2 separate regions of the Mus musculus genome follow, and region 1 is linked to region 2. The links are chromatin contacts, called in public HiChIP or PLAC-seq maps. All regions are on one chromosome and are shown on one strand. The core of a region is the stretch at or near the end of the contact, and the rest is flanking DNA. Distances in the headings are between cores, read along the strand shown.

Region 1 (5,867 bases), core at 2,201-4,700, 270 kb before region 2:
TGATAAATAGGGATCTATTTGCATTTTTCTACATGCAGACATCCAGTTAGACCAGAGCCATTTGTTGAAGATACTCTTCCTTTTCTATTGTATGGTTTTGGCTTCTTTGTCAAAGCTCAAGTGTCTTTAGGTGTGTTTGTTTAGTTCTGGGTTTTTTATTCTATCCCATTCATTCACCTCTCTGTTTCTATATCAATATCATTTGGTTTCATTAATTCTTTGTATTGTTCTCTTTGTTTCTAATTGATTGACTTCAGCCCTGTGTTTTATTATTTCCTTCTGTCTACTCCTCCTGGGTGTGTTTGCTTTTTATTTTTCTAGAGTCTGCAGTCTTTAATTCATTAGTCTGAGAACTCTACAATTTCTTTATGAGGGTACTTAGTGCTATGAATTTTCCTCTTAGCACTGCTTTCATAGTGCCCCATAAGTTTGGATATGTTGTGCCCTCATTTTCACTGTATTCTAGAAAGTGTTTAATTTCTTTCTTTATTTCTTCCCTTACCCAGTGATCATTGAATAGAGTGTTATTCAGTTTCTATGAATATGTAGGCTTTCTGTTCTTTCTGTTGTTGCTGTTGAAGTCCAGCTTTAAGCCATGGTGATTTGATAAGATGTATGGGGTTATTTCAATCTTCTTGTATCTGTTGAGGCTTGCTTTGTGACCAGTTATATGATCCATGCTAAGAAGAATATTCTTTTGTGTTTGGGTAAAAGCTCTATAGACATCTGTTAAATCTATTTGAATCATAACATCTGTTCCAGTTTTTCTCTGTTTAGTTTCTATCTCTGTTTAATTACTTGTCCATTGGTGAGAATAGGGTGATGAGGTCTCATGCATGTGTGGGGTTCAATGTGTGATTTAGCAATGTTTCTTTTTACAAATGTGGGTGCCCTTGCATTTGTGGCATAGATAGATGTTCAGAATTGAGATGTCCTTTTTGGTGGATTTTTCCAATGAGGGGTATGAAGTATCCTGTTTTGTCTATTTTATTAGATATTAGAATGACTACTCGAGTTTGTTTCTTGGGTTTGTTTGTTTTGAAAACCTTTTTCCAGGCCTTTATAGTGAGATAATGAATATCTTTGTTGTTTCTTGTATACAGCAGAATGATGGATTCTGTTTACATATCCACTTTGTTAACCTTATCTTTTTACTGAGGAATTGAGTCCATTGATATTAAGAGGTATTAATGAACAATGATTTTTTATTTCCTTTTTTCTTGACTATAGTTAGCCTCATTGAGCTGGATTTTTCTTCTAGTATCCTCTTTACGACTATGTTAGTGAAAAGGTACTGTTCAACTTTGGTTTTGTCATGGAATATCTTGGTTTTTCTATCTATGGCTACTGAAAGCTTTTACTGGATATAGTAGTCTGGGCTAACATCTGTGGTCACTTAGGGTCTGTAAGATCTCTGCCCAGCTCCATCTAGCTTTTAGATTCTCAGGTGAGAACTCAGGTGTAATCCTGATAGGTCTGCCTTTATATGTTACTTGTCCTTTTCCCTTTGCTTCCTTTAAAATTCTCTGTTCTGTATATTTAGTGTTTTGACTATTATATAGCTGGAACTTTTTCTTTTCTGTACCAATCTGTTTCATGTTCTGCAAGCTTCTTGTATGTTTATAAGTATCTCTTTCTTTGTGTTAGGGAACTTTTCTAATATGATTTTGCTGAAGATATTTTCTGGGCCTTTGAGCTGGGAATCTTCTTCTAATCCTATTATTCTTAGGTTTTGCCTTTCTATGGTATCACAAATTTCTTGGATGTTTTGTGTCATGTGCTTTTTAGATTTTGCATTTTCTTTGACTGATATATCAATTTTTCCTACTGTATTGTTTACACCTGAGATTCTCTCCTCTGTCTCCTTTATTCTATAGTTCCTGTTCTTTATCCTAGGTTTTCCATCACTAGGCTTACCTCAGTTTGTGTTTTCTTTATTGCTTCTATTTCCCTTTTCAGGTCTTGGAGAGTTTTATTCATAACCTTCACCTATTTGATTGTATTTTCTTGAATTTCTTTGTACTTATCTGTGTCCTTTTTTAATATCTCTGTTTGAATATATTTTCCTGTCTTTCCTTAAGGGATTTATTCATGCTCCTTTTAAAATCCTCTATTGCCCTGATAAGATTATATTTAAGATCCTCTTCTTGTGCATCAGCTTCATTAGGGTATCTAGGGTTTGATGTAGCAGAATAGCTGGGCTCTGGTGGTGCCATAGTGTATTGGGTCCTGTTGTTTGTGTTCTTACACTGTTCTTTAGGCATCTGGCTTTCCCTGCGGTTGGCTGGATGATCCTGACGGCAGCATGTCTTCTCTGGAAGATGAGGGAAGTCATGGGACAGACAGTGGAGGTCAAAGTATCTTACTCTGCTGGATGTACCTCAAGCAGATCCCACTCTGCAGGCTGCAACTCCAGTGGTGGACCCTACTCTGAAGGGAGCATCCTGGTCAATGGTGGGTGGATCCAATTGGAATGGAATTGGTGTAACAGGGGACCAAGCTGGTTAGTGTTGGGGCATTCGAAGGTTTTCATGGGGAAATAGGATGTTCTTGGGATTCCCCAAGTGTCCTCCAGACTGAACAGCGAGCCCAGAGCTAGACAATCAGATTGAAGGATCTTAAATAAAGGAATAATCTACCTGATTTCTGTTTTATGGATGTATAAAGATTACTATGGGAGAAACTTTTGAAAATAGTTCAAGTGTGGGTTGTTAAAAATGTCTGCTAAAACAGTGACTGTGAGGATGACTGAAAGAGGATGGATTGAGAAAGACAACTACAAAACAAGTCATAGACTTTGAACATTAATTTATAAAAAAGGGCACTTAAGACTGTGTTCAGTTGTAAACTTACAGAGTCCAACATATCAAAGTTGCAACATTCATTGGTTTGCTCACTTACTACCAGGGTGAACTTGGACCTTGGCTCAACTTCCTCATTTAAAAATAATCATACACACACACACACACACACACACACACGTACAATACATACATATATATAAATTTGTTATTTAAAAAATGAGAAAGTAAGTTATATCAAAGCATGTTGCAAGTGCCAGGTACAAAATCAAAAGTCCATACAATTAGTTACAAATTGGATGAGTGATAACTTACAGATCCCACTGGCATATCTGGGCATCTTTCCAGAGATAATGTAGAGGAGATTTACACAGGAGTCATGGTGGAACTTCATGATTCAATATGTAGACACAAAATACAAACCTTATGGCAGACAAAGAAATGATTTACAGAACATTTCTCACTGTTGCAGAATCTCTGGTCACTGATCTCACACACAGCAGCCGGTTATTCTTTCTTTGATGGATGAATTCTTGCGGTATTCTAGGAGACAGTTTGACTCTGCAGCCTGGGAAGCAATCCCTGGTTAGACTGATGTCTCTTTCTAGGCTCTCTTTCTCCAGCATGGGGTCATGCCCTTGTCAGAGCATCCCAGCTGCTCCTCTGCACAAGGCACTTGGCTCTCCATTACATGCATCTTAGGTTACGTGGTAGCCATGGTAATAAATATCAGGAGACACAGATTCACCCCCAGGCTGACCCATCCATACAGAAAACTACATTTCCTCCTGGTGGTTTTTTTTTTTTCAGTAAAGGAAAAATACCATTTACTGATGATAACAGCATCTTGTTATCAATCAGTGCAAAACGGTGCAAAATGATAAAATGTTGTTCTAACATAATTTGGGACAAAATACAATCAGTCCTTTATCTCAAGAGGACAAGCATTCATCAATTCCTGTATTAGTCTGGGATTGGAAGTGCCTACTTCCTACTTACATCCATTTTTCTTCATAAAGGAAACATGCAATGTTTCCTTACTGGAAACATGGGAATAGAAGGAAACTCATATAAGGAAACTTGAGTGGTGCCAATTAAATTCAAGAATCTTCTAGTTTGTATGCCTGAATTGCAAAAAATTACCAGTACAAATTTTTACATGACTTAACCAAAATAGTGAGTCTTTCAAGTGCCAGTTTCAAGAGTGAACAGTTTGAATCTATCTTTTGGTTCTCTACCCACGTTTTTTGTTTGTTTGATGTTGTTTATTTGTTTTCTGCTTCATTTTGCTGCTTACTTACAGTAAAGACAGTGGTAAGAAATATTATAGTGTGATACTTACAACTTGGTTTTTAAAGTTTTAAATGTCAACCAAAACTAACTGCATTGCAGTAGAAAAACAGTTCTTGCAGTAAGAAGGTTATATTCGCACTCAGAATGGGCTACACGCTGTAATCTTCCAGGTTTTCGTTTTCCTCACTGTGAAAGGAGACATAGTTATATGCTTGCTGAGCTAGCATGAGAATTCATTAAAGCTGTCTGCACACAGTGCCTGGCATTGAGAAAAGCAGACAACAGACCTTTCTCTCTCTCTTTCAGTTTTTGTACTCAAATTCTAGAAATAAATGAACAGTGATTACTACATAGAACACAAAGAAAGAGAAAGGTAGGGTTGGCTCATTCATTGTTTTTTCCCTCATCAAAGAAAAAGAAATCATCTGTTGAAATCATCTATTAAGACATTCACAGAAGCACAGCACATAAAAAGAAACCCAATATTGTAGCCTCCAGTGGCTCTGGGTTACTGGGTTTCTAAAAGGAAAGCTGGGGATGGATTGGAAGGATGGTGAGAAATAACAAAGTTCTCTGATCAAGGCTCAACTTTAATTCTTGAGTCTGAATTTTGAAAGGGGAGAAACCCATCCCCCACTTTGTCAGGAACTCATCAGGAAAACAAGCTCACTCAGCTGCTCAGCAGGTAGTAGCTTCTGCAGGAAACTGCAGAAGTGGCAGGACAATAGATTTTGCCTAAGTCAGAAGATTCCACTCTAGGTGGGCTAGCCAACTGTGGCAAAACAAAGTCTGATTCAGCCGGCTCAAGGCTAGGAGGAGGGCACACAATAGAATGAGGCAAGAAGGTGATGAAATCACACCTTTTAATTCTCTGTGTAACACATATTATTGATTTGATATGAGATGACCAATACCCTGAGAAGCTCCTACAATAGCCTATGATTGCAGCAAATGAGTATTTCACATGTTACACAGGAAAAAAAAAAAGAAGTTCGAGAAAGTTGCGAGCAAAACATTTTCCTTTGAAACAAGTCTTTCCAACACACTCAACACAAGTGCTTATAAGGTGAACATTTCTCCCATTCAAAGGAGAAAAATGGCAATTCAAATTTGCTTCTAAGGAAAAGAATGGACAGGAAAACTAGGTTAAGACACATCCTAATGCCAGAGTCAAGATGAAATTCTATTGGTTAAGTGGACAGATCAAGTTAGAATAGGCATTACCCAAGGCAGCTTTAAACAAGCCCCTCTTTATAAAACAAAAATCTACATGAAAAATAAAACCACAAGTGGGCCTCTTATCTCTCCCTCTCCATCACCAAATTCAGTCCCTCAACATTGCCAGCTCATGAGGCAGTCAATTGTCTAGTTCTTTCCTCCCCTTCAAACTCTCCTACCACAATCACTAAAGCGTCCCAGCACTCTTGCTAGAGGAATGTTTTCTGGAAGGCAGGGAGCATGTAGAAACATGAGTCAGCACATGTCAGGGCTTGAGACGTTGCTCAGTGCATAGGACTCATGCAGAATATCTGAGTTCGGTTCTCAGCACCCACACAGAAAGGTTCAGAATTGCCTCTAGCTCCAGGTACAGGGGATCCAACTCCCTCTTCTGGACTCAAAAGGCACCTGTACTCACACATATATAGATACACACTTCCCTTGCCCCAGTGTTCCCCCATACACAAAATTAAAATTAAACAAATCTTTAAAAACTGAAAAATGTTTTGTCATTAACCTGTGTTTGCTAAATTTCTACCACAAGCCAAGTTTTAT
Region 2 (6,197 bases), core at 3,247-5,746:
TACAAGGCTGCACTCAGTAGACTCAGAGGCACTGCAGCTTTAAGCGCTCAGGTGCACCTCATCAAGAGCTGCCCCGGCTCTCCATAAAGCCAGTTTGACCATTAATAACATGCTGCAAAATAACATAACCATACTTCTTCAACTCATCTGCACTAAGCTTCAGCTATAGAATTTCTCCTGGTGAAGCTCTAGCGTTTTTTTTAAGACCTAAGGCTCCTTCTTCTGGCTTTTCTAGCATTGATTCACAACAGCAGAGTGCTAGCATTACACAGCAAAAAAGGGAAAGCAGCAAGCTGGTGTGAGCGGACAGCTAGAGCTTAGCCCCAGAAAATTTCTCCCGAGAAAATTTTCAAGCTGATTTAGTTCACATCCATAAAGATGGAATATTTTAAGATTCCTGAAGACTTCAAATTAACTTTAGAAAGGCAGAAACTGGCAGAAATATACATGTTATATAATGTTTAATGTGTAAAGAATTTGATAAGAGAAGTAGACATACTCTGGAGGACTTGATGCCAGGAAAGAGACGCTGTCCCAGATGGATTTGTTTTAATTAAAAACAGTAGCAGCATACATATATGACCCAATTGTTCTGATAAGAAAAACCTTTCTCTCCTGGGGATATTATTATACTCCTTCCAACAAATGAAACAAATAAACAAGCTGGCCTACTCATAAACTTTGACATCTGAGACTCAGGCAGAATAAGTGAGTGGTCTGGTTTCTTTTCAACTCAGTCTCCTTTCCAGCAGACTCTGTTCTGGGCCTCTTATATCAACTACCCCTTTAACAAGTTCCAACGGGAAATTCATAAATAGTTATTCATTATAGGTTCTAGAAGTAGCTCCCGGACAACATCATGGGACCCACATCACAGCAGGCTGCTGAAATCTCATCATAGGTAGAAGCACCCTACCCAGTGGGCAGTGTGTTTCCCTCCCTCCCTCTCTCCCTCCTTCCCTTCCTTTCTTCCTTCCAGAGCTTTTTGCTGCCACTCTCCATTCATTTGTGTGTGTGTGTGTGTGTGTGTGTGTGTGTGTGTGTGTGTGTGTGTGTGTAACCTTAAAAGAAAAAAGCAAGGAAGTAAAAACAGGAAGAGAAATATGATTGATATATATATATATTCATTTTGACCCAATAAATGAACCTCTTGTACAAATATTGTATTTCCATTTTCAATCAAGAACTGTCCTGACTCTCAGTAAAAACAGCTTGACCATTAAAAACATGCTGCAAATTAATATAACAACACCACTCCAATTCATCTGTGCTGAGCTCGAGCTATGGAATTACTCCCAGAGAAGCTCTAGCGCTTTTTAAAACCTAAGTCTCCTTCTTCAGGTTTTTCTGGAATTGATTCACCAGCAGCAGACCCTCAAATTCCTTATAGTGCTTTCCACTTAACCCAAGTTAACATTCACATTTCACCTAGTGAAGGAAATAGAAATAGGAAAAAAAATGTTCTTCTATTCTCCAAAAGGCAATTCAAAACAAACAACAATTTAAAGATAATTTCATTAAAACTCTTATATCTGAATCATATATATCCTTCTTTGAATAAACCACAAAAGTACTCTCCTAAACTCAATGCCAGCCCCACATTGCAGTAAAGCCAGGTACCCTTTCTCGCTCATTTTCTCTGTTGCTTGTATGTTACAGTTGTATAGCTATAATGTCACCAAAAGAGGAAATATGCAAACCATTTCTCTCTATGAAAAATATTAAGGAAGTAAATTTTTTTCAGAAGCTCAGGAGAGAAAAGGGGAAAAAAAGAATAGCTCCCATAGCCCTTTTAAAATTAATAATAATAATTTTTAAAAGACTGTATGGTGGATTTACCCTTCAAGTCACCTTCAGGACAAATACAGAAATGAAAGAACAAAGTAAAAAGTGAAAGGCTGCAGAAAAGTACGGTGGGACTGAAGCCCTAATTTTTAAACCATTAGCACACTGTCCCCTTAACAGAGGAACTTATAAGTCCCTGTATCATTCCTTAAGGCCTAGATTAATCAATAGTTCAGGTGACATTGCAGCTAAAATGTTAAGCTATCAGCACCAGGTTTAGCCTAAGTAATTGGCCATGACTTTGTTTGCAAGCAGCACTTTCCTTTCTGCAACTGGTTGGATGTTTAACAATTTTCGAGCTGGTTTAGACAAGAGGCAAAACAGGCTGATGGTGAAATTAAACACATGTTTCCTTGTAAATGTCTCTGCAGAGTCATCTCATTGCCAAAGCCCCGCAGAAAACTCGCAGCTGAAGCCTGTTTGCTACCCATGTGCTCTCACTGCAGGGAGCTTTCCCCATGAGTGTGCAGCAGGAAACTGCTGGCAGCTTTATTTATCTTAGTAAAAGCAGGCAGCCGCACAGGGCTCAAGGAAAAATGTCGCATAGTTCGGATGCAGCGATTTCTACATGGCATCCTGCTGAGGTTCCACCCTGCTAGCCCACACCTGACAAGCCCAGGAAGTTTTTATTTTCATTTACTTTTTCCATAGGAAATCGATAAATTTGGGGTTTTACAATATTTACAAGTTAGTCGTCCACTTTGTGGAACGCCATTTTTGGGGACTTGAGTCTGGGCTCTCTCTGCTTGAGCAGTAAGCAATACTCAGCAGATCAGATCCGCCTCATACCCAGCCCCCTCACCCTCCACCCCCGCAGCCCGCAATGCTGCAGTTTCACATTCGAGATCCAAAAGTTAACTCCTTAAACGAGCCTTTTTTCCTTTTAAAAACTCGCTTCTATCTTAAAATGTATGGGCTGGGAGCTTATAAAACTACAAAATCAAAGCCTCAGAAAGGGAGGCGTCTGTGATTACTTACTGATGACTACAACTCTGTCACATAATGAAGCAGAGGTTAGAGAATATATGCCCGAAAAGGTACAACAGTCTGCCTTCTCTGCTTCCAAGCGCTGGTTTATTCTGACCCACAGTAAGCATTTCACAACGCCCACTCCTTCCTGTGACACCCCCCACCCCACCCCCACCCCCACCCCCGCAGGACTGCAGTCCATCTCTCACTTTCTCTGTCAAGACTCTGAACTTTTTCACTCTGAATCTTCCCAAACTGTAATCCAAAATAGAAGGACATTTTCAGTTCAAATATACAGTCAAAGGAAACCCCTGTAGAATGTTTGTTTAAATAAGCATGCTTAAGGGATGGTGGGTCCAAATCGGTCATCAAAATCAACATAAGGAAATAGGTTGCGTTTTTAAATGGGGGCAGAGGGACCACCTGGCTTATTCAAGACTGAGATGAGGCTGTCCAGTTACCTTTCAATTAATTTAAAACTAATTCAGTTGCCCTGTCGGTTGTAACAGTACACGTAAGTAGTACCCAGACAGAAAGATGACTATGCAGTTTTCAAACTTAACATACACACTATCTCCCTGGGTTTTTTTTTTTTTTTCATCTCGGATTTCCCCTTCCCGGTGAGTAGTTGACCTTCAAATTTCAGGCCTTGTGTCTCCTCCTTCCCTAACATCCCTCACTTATTGGTAAAGTCAAACTGGGTTTCAAGTCTCTATTTTCCTTAACTGAGTTGAATGGCTTTTAGTTGATTTCAAAATCTGCAGTCTGTTCATTGTGCCAACTCTGCACTGTCTTAGTGTGGGATTTCCAGCTTGTTCCCTACAAACAAACAGCCCCTACAAACAGGTTTAATAGTATTCACTGGAGGAGATGAGCCAGAAGTGACCCTCCTCTGGACTCTGGTAGGCTGCGAACCCAGCAGAATCCCATGGGCACGCCTGGGCGCTGTCCTTGGTGCTGCCGGATCCTTGGGCGTCACAGCGCCTTACCTGCTGGAAGCTGCAGTCGTCCCCCAACAGTTAAGCAGACTGGAGTGCCACTTTCCACTTTTAACACAAATGACTACCCCGGCCTGTCTTCTTTGTCCCCTTTCCGGAGGTTTCCGGCGGGCCATTCCTCAAAAACTCTCTCTTTTTTTTCTTCTGCATAACTCTCAGCTCATCTCTTGCTGCTTTAAGACGAGGAGTGGGGGGGGGGGGAGACAAGAAAGACAAGGATGGATGGGGGAACAAAAAGAGAGTTGGGGGTTAAGGGGTGAAAGTCGAGGCTGCAAAGAAAAAAAGTCCCAGGGGAAAGGGCTTCAAGGGAAATGCCGGATGAAGAAAAAAAAAAAAAAGTAGAGGGAGAAGGGCCTCGTGGAGAGGTGGGAGGGGTGTGTGTGATAAAGAACAGCGGACCCTACGGCCAAAAGTAAGGAAGAAAGAGACTAAGAGGTAGGGGGCCAGACGAAAGTCAGGAAGCCAGAGAAGAGCTGCTCAGAGGGCCGAGAGTGGCGAGACAAAGAAAGGGCGCTGGGAAAGGGCACTTGCGCCAAAGCTGTGAACTGCAAACTGCTGGTGAAAAAGCAGAGAAGGGCAAGCTACCGGGTGACAAGAGGTCTGGAACTCAAGGGGACGCTAGGAAAAGGCCGGCCCGGCGACACCCAAGTGTGGGGTCCAGTGTGGTGCGGGCCCACGTGGAGCGGCCGCTGAATCACCGCAAGGCTTGTCTCCCCCTTCCCCCCACCCCCGGCCCGGTACCCGCAGTCCCCGCCTCCTCGGCCGCCGCCTCCACGGGGCGGGGCCCTGGCCCGGGACCAGCTGCTCCGCTATAAAGGGGCTGCGGCGAGGCCGGCAGAACGCTGTGACAGCCACACACCCCAAGGCCTCCAAGATGAGCTACACGCTGGACTCGCTGGGCAACCCGTCCGCCTACCGGCGGGTCACCGAGACCCGCTCCAGCTTCAGCCGCGTGAGCGGTTCCCCGTCCAGCGGCTTCCGCTCGCAGTCCTGGTCCCGCGGCTCGCCCAGCACCGTGTCCTCCTCCTACAAGCGCAGCGCGCTCGCCCCGCGTCTCGCCTACAGCTCGGCTATGCTCAGCTCGGCCGAGAGCAGCCTCGACTTCAGCCAGTCCTCGTCGCTGCTCAACGGCGGCTCCGGCGGCGACTACAAACTGTCCCGCTCTAACGAGAAAGAGCAGCTGCAGGGGCTGAACGACCGCTTCGCCGGCTACATCGAGAAAGTGCACTACTTGGAACAACAGAACAAGGAGATCGAAGCAGAGATCCAGGCACTGCGGCAGAAGCAGGCCTCGCACGCCCAGCTGGGTGATGCTTACGACCAGGAGATCCGAGAGCTGCGCGCCACCCTCGAGATGGTGAACCACGAGAAGGCTCAAGTGCAGCTGGACTCCGATCACTTGGAGGAAGACATCCACCGGCTCAAGGAGCGCTTCGAGGAGGAGGCGCGGCTGCGGGACGACACCGAGGCTGCCATTCGCGCGCTGCGCAAAGACATCGAAGAGTCGTCGATGGTTAAGGTGGAGCTGGACAAGAAGGTGCAGTCGCTGCAGGATGAGGTGGCTTTCCTGCGGAGCAATCACGAAGAGGAGGTGGCCGACCTGCTGGCTCAGATCCAGGCGTCGCACATCACGGTAGAGCGCAAAGATTACCTGAAGACAGACATCTCCACGGCGCTGAAGGAGATCCGCTCCCAGCTCGAGTGTCACTCAGACCAGAACATGCACCAGGCCGAAGAGTGGTTCAAATGCCGCTACGCCAAGCTCACCGAGGCGGCCGAGCAGAACAAGGAGGCCATTCGCTCTGCCAAGGAAGAGATCGCCGAGTACCGGCGCCAGCTGCAGTCCAAGAGCATCGAGCTCGAGTCGGTGCGAGGCACTAAGGAGTCCCTGGAGCGGCAGCTCAGCGACATCGAGGAGCGCCACAACCACGACCTCAGCAGCTACCAGGTAGGAACCGCGGCTGCGCGGCCGGCCTGCGCCAGCGCCAGCGCCGCGCGCCCCCGACACGACACTCGAGAGCGCGCCCAGAGGCCCTCTTGGTCGCGCTCCCTGGTGGCCGCATTCCAGTGCGCGCACGAGCTTCGCAGACGCGGGTTAGCCAAAGCCCAAGGTCTGTGCTCCGCCCCTCCTCCTTGTCCCACCCACTTGCCGCAACTACTTAGAAATTCCCATCTCCTTCAAAAACTTGCTTTCCTACGATAGATTTTACTGTAAAAGTAAAAAGGCACATTCTGGTCGTTGAGAAACACACCGTTTAATAAGCAGGAGCACAGATAGTCTCTTGTATTCCTGCCTCCTTCTTCGCTCCCCTTCCCCTCCCCCACCCATATCTCCACCCCTCCTCCTCACCCCCTTACTCTCCACTCCCCCCCCCCCCCGCCTCC

The links. HiChIP or PLAC-seq counts read pairs in DNA pulled down with a chosen protein or histone mark.
Region 1: a contact with region 2 is called in an H3K4me3 HiChIP or PLAC-seq map of neural tube, with 3 times the contacts expected there. The contact joins the enhancer-like site here to the promoter of Nefm in region 2. A contact is called at or near these places in 3 of 39 promoter capture datasets (embryonic stem cells and liver) and 3 of 115 datasets of contacts at active chromatin or transcription factors (embryonic midbrain, neural progenitor cells and neural tube).

The regions. Positions count from the first base shown.
Region 1 is chr14:68,389,659-68,395,525 of GRCm38.p6, reverse strand. No RefSeq gene overlaps it. Among named protein-coding and RNA genes, the nearest start is that of Gm31227, 45 kb to the left of the region's middle. Within about 2 kb of position 3,450, at least 9 of the 459 cell types and tissues checked have an H3K27ac peak or open chromatin away from gene starts, as enhancers often do. A contact at or near this core is called in neural tube, where this site is marked.
Region 2 is chr14:68,123,303-68,129,499 of GRCm38.p6, reverse strand. It overlaps Nefm (neurofilament, medium polypeptide), which reads left to right and starts at 4,496. Exons shown (of 3, transcript NM_008691.2): 1 at 4,496-5,760. The coding sequence starts at 4,687. It overlaps A230070E04Rik (RIKEN cDNA A230070E04 gene), which reads right to left and starts at 5,748. Exons shown (of 3, transcript NR_045897.1): 1 at 4,672-5,748; 2 at 3,804-3,982.